3 separate regions of the Mus musculus genome follow, and regions 1 and 3 are each linked to region 2. A link is a contact called in public HiChIP or PLAC-seq data. All regions are on one chromosome and are shown on one strand. Each heading gives the region's core, a stretch centred on a gene start, on an enhancer-like site or on the middle of the called end of the contact. The rest is flanking DNA. Distances are from core to core; before and after follow the strand shown.

The links. HiChIP or PLAC-seq counts read pairs in DNA pulled down with a chosen protein or histone mark.
Region 1: a contact with region 2 is called in a BATF HiChIP or PLAC-seq map of CD8 T cells, with 7 read pairs. The contact joins two enhancer-like sites. A contact is called at or near these places in 3 of 115 datasets of contacts at active chromatin or transcription factors (CD8 T cells, double positive thymocytes and pancreatic cancer cells).
Region 3: a BATF HiChIP or PLAC-seq map of CD8 T cells shows a contact between it and region 2, with 10 read pairs. The contact joins two enhancer-like sites. A contact is called at or near these places in 1 of 484 Hi-C or Micro-C datasets (myocytes) and 4 of 115 datasets of contacts at active chromatin or transcription factors (CD8 T cells, acute myeloid leukemia, large pre-B cells and 1 more).

The regions. Positions count from the first base shown.
Region 1 is chr11:51,872,595-51,876,278 of GRCm38.p6, reverse strand. No RefSeq gene overlaps it. Among named protein-coding and RNA genes, the nearest start is that of Gm39820, 4.6 kb to the right of the region's middle. Within about 2 kb of position 1,833, at least 205 of the 459 cell types and tissues checked have an H3K27ac peak or open chromatin away from gene starts, as enhancers often do. A contact at or near this core is called in CD8 T cells, where this site is marked.
Region 2 is chr11:52,074,435-52,078,489 of GRCm38.p6, reverse strand. All of the region lies in intron 13 of Cdkl3 (cyclin-dependent kinase-like 3), which reads right to left. Among named protein-coding and RNA genes, the nearest start is that of Ppp2ca, 22 kb to the left of the region's middle. Within about 2 kb of position 2,204, at least 151 of the 459 cell types and tissues checked have an H3K27ac peak or open chromatin away from gene starts, as enhancers often do. A contact at or near this core is called in CD8 T cells and regulatory T cells, where this site is marked.
Region 3 is chr11:52,312,377-52,316,148 of GRCm38.p6, reverse strand. The region is part of intron 2 of Gm30217 (a long non-coding RNA gene); the gene reads right to left. Among named protein-coding and RNA genes, the nearest start is that of Gm30217, 6.8 kb to the right of the region's middle. Within about 2 kb of position 1,933, at least 51 of the 459 cell types and tissues checked have an H3K27ac peak or open chromatin away from gene starts, as enhancers often do. A contact at or near this core is called in CD8 T cells and regulatory T cells, where this site is marked.

The DNA of each region.
Region 1 (3,684 bases), core at 584-3,083, 200 kb after region 2:
AGCAACTCTGATAAAGGAAATCATTTAATTGGTTCTGGCTTACAGTTCCTGAGGTTTAGTCCATTATTGTCATGGTAGGAAGCATGGCAGCCTGCAGGCAGACATAAATGGTGCTAGAGAAGGAGCTAAGAGTTCTACACCTGGATTGGCAGGCATCAGGAAGAGCAAGTGAGCCAACTAAGTCTGGCTTCTGAGACCTCACGGGCCCACCCCCTCCTGATAAACGTCCTTCAACAAAGCCACACCCACTCCAGCAAGGCCACACCTCCTAACAGCGCCACTTCCTATGGGCCTATGAGGCCATTCCTAGTTGCCAAGCCAGATATGATAATGAGTACCAGAAGGCTGAGGTCGGAGGATGGGCAGTATGAGGCCAGCCTGGGACACATCTGGCCCTGAGCTCTGTCCCTTCTGAGCCTTTGCTCACTGCTCTTGCTCAATTGTGTCCCACCCTACAAGAGGATGTACTGAAGTCCTAATCACTGGTACCTGCAAGGTGACCCTACGTGGAAGCCAATTTAATACAGTTAAATTAGATCATTAGAGTAGATGGGCCCCTATGTAGTATGACTGGCATCTTTATAAAAACAGGAAAATTGAAAGCTGAGTGTAGCGGTACAGTGCACCTGTTATGCCAGCACTCAGAAGTCTGAGGCAGGAGAATTGTAAGTTTAAAGGTAACCTGGGTTATACAGTATACATAGTAAGTTCAAGGCTAGCCTGGGTTACAAATGAAATACAGTTCACTGGGCGGGGGGTGGGGGGGGAAGAAGTTTTGGGGGAGGGGGAGGGGGAGGGGTAAGGAGGTGAAGAGAGAGAAAGGAGAGCATGAGGTGAGAGAAAGGGGAAGGAAGAGATGAGGAGGGGAGAAAGAAAGGCATGGAAAAATTGAGTATGAGGGAGGATGATTTGGGTAATACACAGAAGAAGAGGAGGGAGAAGAGGAGGAGGAGGAGGAAACAGCATGTGAAGACACAGAGACACATAAGCAGGCACAGAGGAGACAGCGTGTGGTGGTGAAGGCAGAAACCACAGAGATGTGGCCACAGGCCAGAGAATGCTTGAAGCAACCAGAAGCTGGAAGAGCCAGAAGCACCCTCCCCTGAGGAAGGCATTAGAAGGAAGAGGTCTTGTCAACACTGATTTCTGGCTTCCAGATTCCAGAGAATAAATTTCTGTGACTAACTCTTCCTTTTGTTGGTTCTTCATGGCATCTGCCTTATGAAGGTAACATACCCAAGCTGCCTCTGCCTCCCGCAGTGAACCCCTACCCTGCCCTTTGGCAGGTTCTCTTACTGACCATCCCCACCTGCCCCACACATCCTCCCCTATGCACCCCAACTCTGAGCCCCTCCTGCTCAGTAAGTCTGTAGACTTGGTGGGTATATTGGTCTCATTGAGACTGCAGGCCCTTGGAGGGCAGGCTCTGACCTGCAGTAAGATGTGTGAGTGATACTCAGCACACAGTAGGTGGATAAATACCCCCACAGTAGGTGGGTAGTGAGCCCTGTGAGTCCACTGTAAGCACCATCTACATGGGCAGAGCCTGCTCAAGCGTGGGTTAGGGACACAACAGTCTCTTCAGAGGGCTTCTGGCACCATCTACACAAGCCATCCTCAGCTCTTCCACTCCCGGGTTCCCTCCTGGACCTGTGTGACTCTGAGGAACTTGGGGAATTCCTAACCTCCCCTTTCAACTGAGCCCTTGGCTCTTGGAGTTAGCCACAACCTAACTACTCAGGTCCCTCCAACAAGGGGACTGTGTCTGTGGCTGGATGACTCATGCACACTGCTCCATCCCGCAATCTTGGGCGGGACTTGGGCTGGGGAGGATGCCAGCCAGCTCAGGCTAGGAGCTTGCATCCTGTTGCCCCAACCCAGCCCTACCAGAACAGAGTGTACTCAGAGCTCCAGGACAAAAATCTGGAAACAGAGAGCCGGCTCTCATTTGGACCGAGATCTGAGTGATGAAAAGAGCAGGCAGAGGAAACAGCAAGTTCAAAGTTCCTGAGGTGGGAATGCGCTTGACACAACGGAGACCTGAGAAGAACACAGCAAAGGCCGTGTTACATCTGTCTGTGACTCCAGCCCCCAAGGATCTGGTCAGGACAGACATAGGAGGACTCACCTGGATAATCCAGAGCCATGGCCCATCACAAGCTCCTTCTTTTTTTTTTTTTTTCTTTTTTTTTTTCTTTTTTTTTTTTTTTGCCCCAAGACAGGGTTTCTCTGTGTAGCCCTGGCTGTCTTGGAACTCACTCTGTAGACCAAACTGGCCTGTGAACTCACAGAGATCCTCCTGCCTCTGCCTCCCGAGTACAAGGGTTAAAAGCCTGAGCCACTACCACTGCCCAGCCTAACTAAGCTCCTTAACTTTTTAAGAGTTATTTTTCTTTCTTATGTATGTGTATATGGGGGAGGGGATGCACAAGGGCATGGGGGGGGGGGGGTCCCTGCAGAAGTCAGAAGAGGGTGCCAGATCCCTGGGAGCTGGAATTAAAGTCAGTCATGAAACATCCAAGATGGACACTGGGAACTGAACTTGGGTCCTCTGCGAGAGGAGTAATGGTCTTAACTGCTGAGCCATCTCTAGGCCCAATGTCTGGTTTTGTTTTGTTTTGTTTTGTTTTGTTTTGTTTTGTTTTGTATTTGGGGGTTTTTGTTTGTCTGTTTGGTTGGTTTGTTTGGTTTTTCTTGAGACAGGGTTTCTCTGTATAGCCCTGGCTGTCCTGGAACTCACTCTATAGACTAGGCTGGCCTCGAACTCAGAAATCCTCCTGCCTCTGCCTCCCAAGTGCTGAGATTAAAGGCCCGTGCCACCACTGCCCGACGCCAATGTCTGTATTTTATTCATCTCTGCAGAATCTCTTTTGTCTCCTAACGGAACATCATCCCAGATTCTGGGAAGTACACTGAAGACAATGGGGTGGGTGTTGTTTCTCTCCTATGCCCTTTACATCCTCCCTACCTATTCAGATGTAACCATGATCTACCAGCTCATCACAGGCCACAGCTTAAACCTCCCTCCCCTTTGTCACATCTCCACCATCAACCACACCCTTCCATCTTTCTCTTCATCTGACACATATCTTCCAACCCTTCAGTCATCTAATAAGCAGACTTTAAAAGGTCAGTTGAGGGGCTGGAGAGACAGCTCCGTGGTTAAGAGCCCTAGCTGCTCTTGCAGAGACCCTGTTTTCCGTTCCCGGGAGCCATGTGGTGGCTCACACCCATTCATAACTCCAGTTCAAGGGATCCAATGTCATCTCCAGATCTCCTTAAGCACCAGGGACTCCTGTGGTTCACACAGAATCACAACCCTTGTGCATGTCAAATAAAAATTAAATCTTTTTAAAAGTGCCTTTACCTCTTGGACCTCAGGGTCCCTTGACACACTGTCATTGTCAGCCCATGCGTGCATTTAACTTCGTCACCTTCATAAGGACTCTTTCCTTCTTACTTGTTTGGTGACATGTGGGTCTTGCTACATAAGCCGTGCTGACCTCAAACTCACACATTTGAGGAGCCACCCTGCCTCAACCTCCCAAGCTCTGGGATTAGAGAGATGCCCCACCAACCCTGCGGGGACCATTCTTCTCTAGACTCACTCCAGGCTGCTCTAGCTGCGTCTTACTTACTATGCATAAATAATGCAGACTCTCTGGAACTGGATGTTGATTTTAG
Region 2 (4,055 bases), core at 955-3,454:
GACAAAATCTGACTACCTCAGATTTCAGAATTTGAAATTTTCAATTTGAAAAAGTTATATACACTTTTCAGACCGATCATCCCCAGTCTAAAAATGACAAATGCCCCAATTTTGCACTTTGGGGTGAGAGATGTCCAACTGTGCCGCAATCACCTTAGGCATTTATTTAAATGAAAGGTATGTCAAATTTGTTGCTAAGACCCCAGGGTGGCATTCAAGATTTCAGGAAATCTAATGTGTGTCACAATCTACACTTGGGGTGGGAAGCCATGGGAACATGCTTGCCATGAAAATATTAGTGTGTGTGTCTCTTCATGAGCACTCCCCTTTATGATATCATGCCCTGTTGGCACACATTACCTCAGAGTGACACACAGCTCAGGAATGTAAGCCAGCACAAAGGGCGAGGAAGTCACATGTGCATTCAGAAAACAGGCAAGAAGCATCCAGCGTCTGGTTTTGTTGGTCTCTGTCTCCTTGCAACTAGGAACTCACTCACTTATCACGTAATAACTGCCATTCGTGAGGATTACAAGACAGACAGTCACACACATCAACAGTTGTAGTTACAAGTGACACATGCGTGCACATTCTCCATATTCCTTGCAAGGATAGATGAGTGGGACTTTAAAAACATCACATAAATTCCAGGCCTGGTGGCGCACGCCTTTAATCCCAGCACTCAGGAGGCAGAGGCAGGCTGATTTCTGAGTTGGAGGCCAGCCTGCTCTACAGAGTGAGTTCCAGGACAGCCAGGGCTATACAGAGAAACCCTGTTTCGAAAAAACCCAAAAAAAACAAACCAAACCAAACCAAAACATAAACACAGGTCTGCTCATGGAGCTCCTAAGATCCAGATGCAAACATTTCCCTAGAAAATACTGTTTTGAGACAGGGTCTCACTGCAATCCAGGGCTCTATAGAACTCATTACATAACTCAGGCTGGCCTTGAACTCTTGACAATCCTTCTACCTCAGCCTTCTAAGTGCTGGGATTACAGGTAGAGGCCCCAGTCCCAGCCCAGATTCCTGTTTTAAGGTTGTACAGTAGAGCAGCCACCTGCTTTTCATGCTTCCTATTCCCGCCCTTCACGCCACAGCTGTCTTCCGGGACATAACTGGTTCTGTCACTTCGTTAATAGGCACCCATTGCCTTCTGAGACTACCTTACTTCCTTAGCACAGCACCCGAAGCTCTCTGTGATCCACTCCTGCCGTACAGAAGAGCCCGATGCTCCCTGCCCACTGCATACTCTAGCTGCCTGACAAGCAATGCTTTCACAACAGAGCCTGTTTTCCCAACCAAGTGAACCACTGAATTCACTCCTAGAACAAAGAACAGGACAGGCCGGTATTTAAAAGTTACCCTTCACGTCAGACTGGATTGAATCCTGCCTATGTCATTCACCAACTGCATGCCTCTGACACAAACTTCCCCAGCTCTAACCTGGGACTAAGGCAGCATCCACCCATGTCCTTGAGTTGCCAGGAGGGTGCAGGTACATGCTTAGCCCAATGTCCCCACACATAAACATCCAACCTACAATAACTCATCACCTGTATTTCAGTCTGTTAAGTCCCCCTGCTGGTCAAGCCCCAGGTCAGCTGCTCCGCCATGGAGCCTTCCCAGCACCCCAGTCTCATGGCTCCTCCATACCTCTTTCTCAGCCTACTTCCTGCCTCAAGCTATAATTGTTTATAGACACTACCTTCCTGAATTCCTGCCCTTTGTTACATCCTATAAGAATAAAAGTTGAGGAAACTTTGATCCTTAACTAAGGAGATCTAATTAGCAAACAGACACTAGCAACCAGGACGCGATTCACCAGTTTGCTGAGTGAGGCAATGCTCACTGTCATCTTTGTGGGTGATGCTTAGCTGTCCTGAGACTCTCTTTATGACACAGTTTCATTCTGAACTAGATTCAAAGGCGGCCATTTCTCCCTCTATTAGGCAGATGTTACCCCCTCCCCCCACCGAGCAACAACAGTGAGTTATAATTGACCGCAGAAAGGCCCCATGGGCTGTCAAGGGAAGAGCGACATCAGTGACGTCAGGTTCAAAGGAGGCCATCGACCATGACTTCCTCATCCCAGAAGCTTCACCAGAATAAATGCACCAAGTGTTGGACTTCCTACACAGCAGGCAGAGGGTAAAACGACTTACAGCCTCCCTTGCCTGTTGTACACGTGACACTGAGAACAGGTGGTGTCGTCTACACGACCATGCTGTATCTCACAGCCCAACATCCTGTCTGCAGACAAAGTTATGAGGTAAAGGGCTGCCTTGGGCTTCGGCTACAGCACAGCAGTATTCCTACTGCTACAGGAGTCATGCACCTTATGCTAGATGATCTCCTGTCACCGCCCGCTGCTCAGTGTCATCAAGCCTGCAAGCTCCTGCCTCACCCAAACACCAGGAGCTGACACCCACAACGCCTACCGCAGGAGGAAACAACGCACCTGGGCAGCATATTTTGACTGTGTGAACTGGGTACATGTCATTAAAGTGACTTCTCGTAAAGTTACGGCCCTGGGCTGGCAGTAAAGACGTGGCTTGTGTGCTGGGCACTGTGGCCTTGTGAGAGGGTCTGCCTAGTTGTCTCACTACTCCAGATTTATAGCTTTGCCAGGAACCATGGGAGAGGAAGCCTTAGCTAATTATGGCCAGTCCTGTTTCTGAGCATAGTGCATTTCTAAAACATAAAAGTCAAACAATAAGCTCTTATCAGGACAGGTCATTCTCAGAAGGCTGGAGTCACTGGGAAGCCTCACTACATCACATTGTAACCACAGTATCAAGCAGTAGCTTGCCTTCCTCCTGTCTTCCTTTTCCCTCTCCCTCCCTCCCTCCCTCCCTCCCTCCCTCCCTCCCTCCCTTCCCTTTCTTTTCCCTCCTTCCCCACCTGTATCCCTCTCTCCTTTCTTTCCCTCTGCTCCTCCTCCCTTCCCCCCCTGCCTCTCCTCCCTTCCCCTCTCTGCCCCTCCTCCCTTCCCCCCTCTGCCCCTCCACCCTTCCCCACTCTGCTCCTGTTGTCTAATTTGGCCTAGAACTAAGGAGCAAAGGATGAGCCTGATTCTCCTGCCAGAGCCAGGGTTACAGGTGACTGGCACCGTGCATGTACGGTACCAAGAAGCAAACCCAGGGCGTCCTGCATGCTGCCAAGCGCTCTGCAAACCGAGCCACCTGCAGCCTCAAACATGTACCATGAGTTTAGACTGCTTTCATTTTTCCATACTAGCAATGGAACACATAAGGACTAGCATGTGAGCAAGAGTTCTGCCACTACTCCTGCTCCTTGCTCTTGGGGCTTCCAAGGAGTGGGTCTCTGTGAACAGCATGCCATATCTGTGGGTGCTGTCCCTGTACTGGCCTTGCCACCCTCTCCTCCCCTTCTATTTGTTTCTGTTTTTATCAAACAAGAGGGAACAAACCAAACTGCCACAAAACATTGTAGTGCTTACAGTACGATCAAATTAGCAAGATTTGATTGTGGGGCTGCAGAGAAAACCCCACCGAAGCAACCCAGATGGTGGGTGAGAGCCTGAACAGAGAGGAGCTGGGGAAGTCTCCTCGCAGTTAGTATCAAATGTAAACGGGTGAGAGATGAAGCTGCCCGGCCTGTTAAAAAAAAAAAAAAAAAAAAAAACCTGCAAAGCGCTCACGGGCTGCAACTCACTTTCAGGATGTTATCTCATTTGGTCAGGGCATCCGTTTTTTACCTCACCCCACCCTGTTCCTAGTTTCATGGAAGAATAAGATGGCAAGTCTGTGCAAATCAGTATTTGCTTACCATGAATTATCAGTAAACAAGTACTATCCATCTTATTCGATACAGTAAATCCTGAGAAGCTGCACAGACATTTAATGGGATGGGAACAAGAAAAATATTAAAGGGACATGTATACAAGGGCCACAGAAGGAAAGATAAACCACAGTGTCTGATATGCATTACATCAGCACATACAAACCGGGCATCTGTGGAAATGGCTGTTGGCTTCCACAAGCCGAGTGAAGTCTAGAATCACAACCTACTCCCATTGGGTGAACAAGCTA
Region 3 (3,772 bases), core at 684-3,183, 240 kb before region 2:
TTCATAGAATCACAGACTGGATTGCTTGGCAGTGGCACTCGCGTCTAAAGGGCTTTTACTATGAAACTTGCATCTTCCTGATGAAGAACTTGACGCCCAGAGAAGTGAAGTAACTCACCTAAAGTCACACAGTTAGTAAGAGACAGTTTAAGACTTAATTTCTCAGATCTAAACTGGCTCTCACCCCTCAACCTCATAGACTCATATCCTTGGGGTTCATGGACACAAGACATAGCTAAATAGAAGGCTGCTTAGGAGTGAGCTAATGTCTTTATCCCATTTATATTATTATTTATTATTATTATTACTAGACAGTGCTTCTTTCTCAACTCATCATCATCATCATTATTATTATTAGACAAGACAGGGTTTCTCTGTGTATTCCTGGCTACCCTGGAATTCACTCTGAAGATCATAGATCAGGTTGGCCTTGGACTCAGAGATCTACCTGTAGTGCACATGAACAAAGCTCTGGCTGGATTCCACCCCCAGAACATCATAAACCTGGCCTGGTGGCTCACTCCTGTAATCCTAGCACTTGGGAAGTAGACTCAGGAAGATTAGGAGTACAAGATCACCCTAGCTATACAGGAAGTTCTAGGCTAGCCTGGGTTACATGAGACTCTAAAAAAGGAATGGGGTGGGGAGAAGTGGGGCTGGAGAAAGATGGCTCCGTGGTTAAGAGCATTTGCTGCTCTTCCAGAGGATGGGGGTTCAGTTTCCAGCAGCTAGATGGTGGCTCATGATAGTCTCTAACTCCAGTTCCCCGTGATCCAAAGCCCTCCTCTGGCCTCTGTGGGCACTGAACACACATGGTACATAGAGATATATGTAGGCAAAACAGCCACAACATAAAATAATAAAATTTTAAAAAATTAAAGAAAAGCAGACATGAACCCTTACAATACAACTGAGAGATCTCATACAGACCAGACAAGCCTCTAACTCCCCATGTAGCCAAGGCTACCTTGAACGACTGATCCTCCTGCCTCCATGCCCAGTGCTGGGATCACAGGCAAATGTCACCGCCATTAATCTATGCAGTGCCCTGGGCTTTGTACATGAAGGGCAAACTTTCTGCCAACTAAGGTACGTTCCTCAGTTCTCTCTCTCTACTCCTTCCTTTCTCTTTCCCTCCTTCCTGTTTGTTTGTTTATTTAAACAGAGCTAGCCCAAAACTTGATAACCAAGGATGATGAACTTTCGATCCTTCTGCCTCCCCTTTCCAAGTGCCAAAATTACAGTCATGAGCCACCATTCCTCATTTGCATCATGCTGGGGACTGAACCTAGGCTTCACTGAGGTTATACAAGCCCTCTATCAACTAAGCTGCACCCCCAGGAGGCAATCCCTCTGTCTCTCGGGTCGGGTCTCTTGGGTCTCTCTCTGTCTCTCTCTCCTCTCCCTTCCTTCTTCCCTCCCTCCCTCCCTTTCTCTCCCCCTGCAAATCTCCCATGCAGGCAGGCAGGCAGGCAGGCAGGCAGAAGGAGCATTTCACAGACTCAGCACATTCTTCCCTCTCATGAGCTCAGGTGTCTGATTTTTCCCTTGCGACGCTCCTAGTGGTGAGCTGGAGGTACAGTGAGCGGTTTTGAAGGCAGGTTCCTTATCTCTAAGCGTTATCTAAGCATCAAAGCCCACTTGAAGAAAAAAAGCAGTTTCAACATCAAACTTGAAAGTTTGACTGTTAAAAGGAAGAGCCGGGACAAAGCGACCACAGCTTTTATCGCACGTTTATGAAGGTGGCGTGTGGTGGGAATACTACGTCTCGGGTCTGCTGCTGAGAATGCTCGGTGGCCTTTGAACAAAAAACAAAACGGTGGATGGAAACTGCCGGTAATTGTCTTTACCTATGGTTTCAGAGGGCGCACACACCGGGCCTTGCGGTTGCGGGCGCTATTTCTTGCTGGGGTTCGCGTCCTCGGCCCTGCCTGGCACCCAGTGGAACAGATCAGGTCTCAGATCTGTGCACCTGTGGTTCCCGCAAGGAGGCAAGTGGATTACCACGAGATAGGGCAACAATGGAAAGTTTTCTCACCTGAAAGGTCTGGGGGAGGGGAAGGGGAGTGCTGTGTGCCCCGGGGAGACTCAGAAAAATAAGAAGCCTGAGAAAGCCAGCCCCCTCCCACCCAGGAGCCCCCTTGGCCCACAGTGTTTATTTTCGTTGTCATAGGTTTCTTCTACTGAAGGAGATGCCCTGGTTTTTGAAGAAAATAAAGTGAGCAAACAGAACTTTGAAGATCAGAGATCCCCCCCCCCCAAAAAAAAAGGTACATGGGGTTAGGGACCTACCTCAGTTATAAAGTGCTTGCCTCGCACGCACAGAAGCCCTGGGTTCAATTCCCAGCACCATATAAACGGCGTGGGGGTTCATTCCTTTAATCCCAGCAGTGGGGAGATAGAGGCAGGAAGATCAGAACCTCAAAGTATCCTTTTAGGGATTTCAAGGCCAGCCTGGGCTATGTGAGACCTCATCTCAAAGAACATGTTTATGTCTAGAGATATGCTCTATATCACAGCAAAAGGCCTACTGGGTGTTTCTAAGAGTCAGCTGACATTGCCCAGGCAAGCCTACTACCAGAGAACACCATGTGGTGACACACAAGGTTCATTTGCTTTTGCTAGGGACAGTGGCAGGTGGGAGGGTCCTATCAAAATGGCCAAAGAATTCTGACAATTCCTTACTCCAGAGGAAAGTCATGGAATCTTTCTGAGCAAGAGACTCGGTCCCCAAGTCCAGGAGGAGGCCCTCTCCAGGTCCTAGTGCCAGACTAAGGCCAGAGTGTCAGGGGCTACTGAAAAGGTTACTCTATGATCCCTAAATTTCAGGCCCTCTGGAGTCTCATCAGCCTGTGATCTGATCAGCCTGAAGCCACATGGCCTTGGTCCATCTTCTGTTGCTCGAACAAAATACCCAACCTGGGATAATTGATAAAGAATAAAGGTTTATTTGGCTCGAGGCTCAGAGGCACAACAGCAGCATCTGGTGAGTGTCTTCTGGCTGCATATAAGGCCATTAGAGTGACACTTGAACCTCTCTCACACTCCTGACCAGTTCCCCAGGTCTCCATAGCTAAATGCCATCCACACGTGGCTGGGAAGACCAACCTGGCAAGCCTTTATGGGGCACACATTCAAATCACAGCACAGCCCTAGACCTGAGCCAGGTGGGCGGAGAGCTGACCACAGGTATGGAAGAAGGGACAAAGAAAACCTTATAGAAGGACTAAGGGGACAAACATGAGACCAGAAGAAGGCCAACTAGAGAGTGTAATGAGGCCAGGTTGTTATTCATGCCCATGTTGTAGGTTCCCAAATATTTTTTAAGTTGGATTTTTCTTTTTTGCAGTGTTAGAGGTTGAAGCCAGGGCCTTGTATCTTCCAGATTCCAAATACAAGCTCTACCACTAAGCTCCATCGAACTGTATTCTGTATGTTTGTAGAGAATATATATATATTTATATTGAATCTCTATGTATACTTATAAAATCTCTAACTGCATTCTAAATATTTATAGGGAAGATATACACTTACATAGAATCTATATCTATATATACTCATATAATCTCTAACTCCATCCTATATACTTATATAGAATGTATATAAATATATTCATATAACCTCTAGCTGCATTTTAAATACTTATCCCCACACCCACAGGCATGTGTAGCTCTTACTCCTCATCAAAGAACCAGAGATGGTTTCAGAATGCCATCACTGGCTAAACTGCAGAGATCAATTGGCCATGAGGTGCCTGACCCCATGACATTTA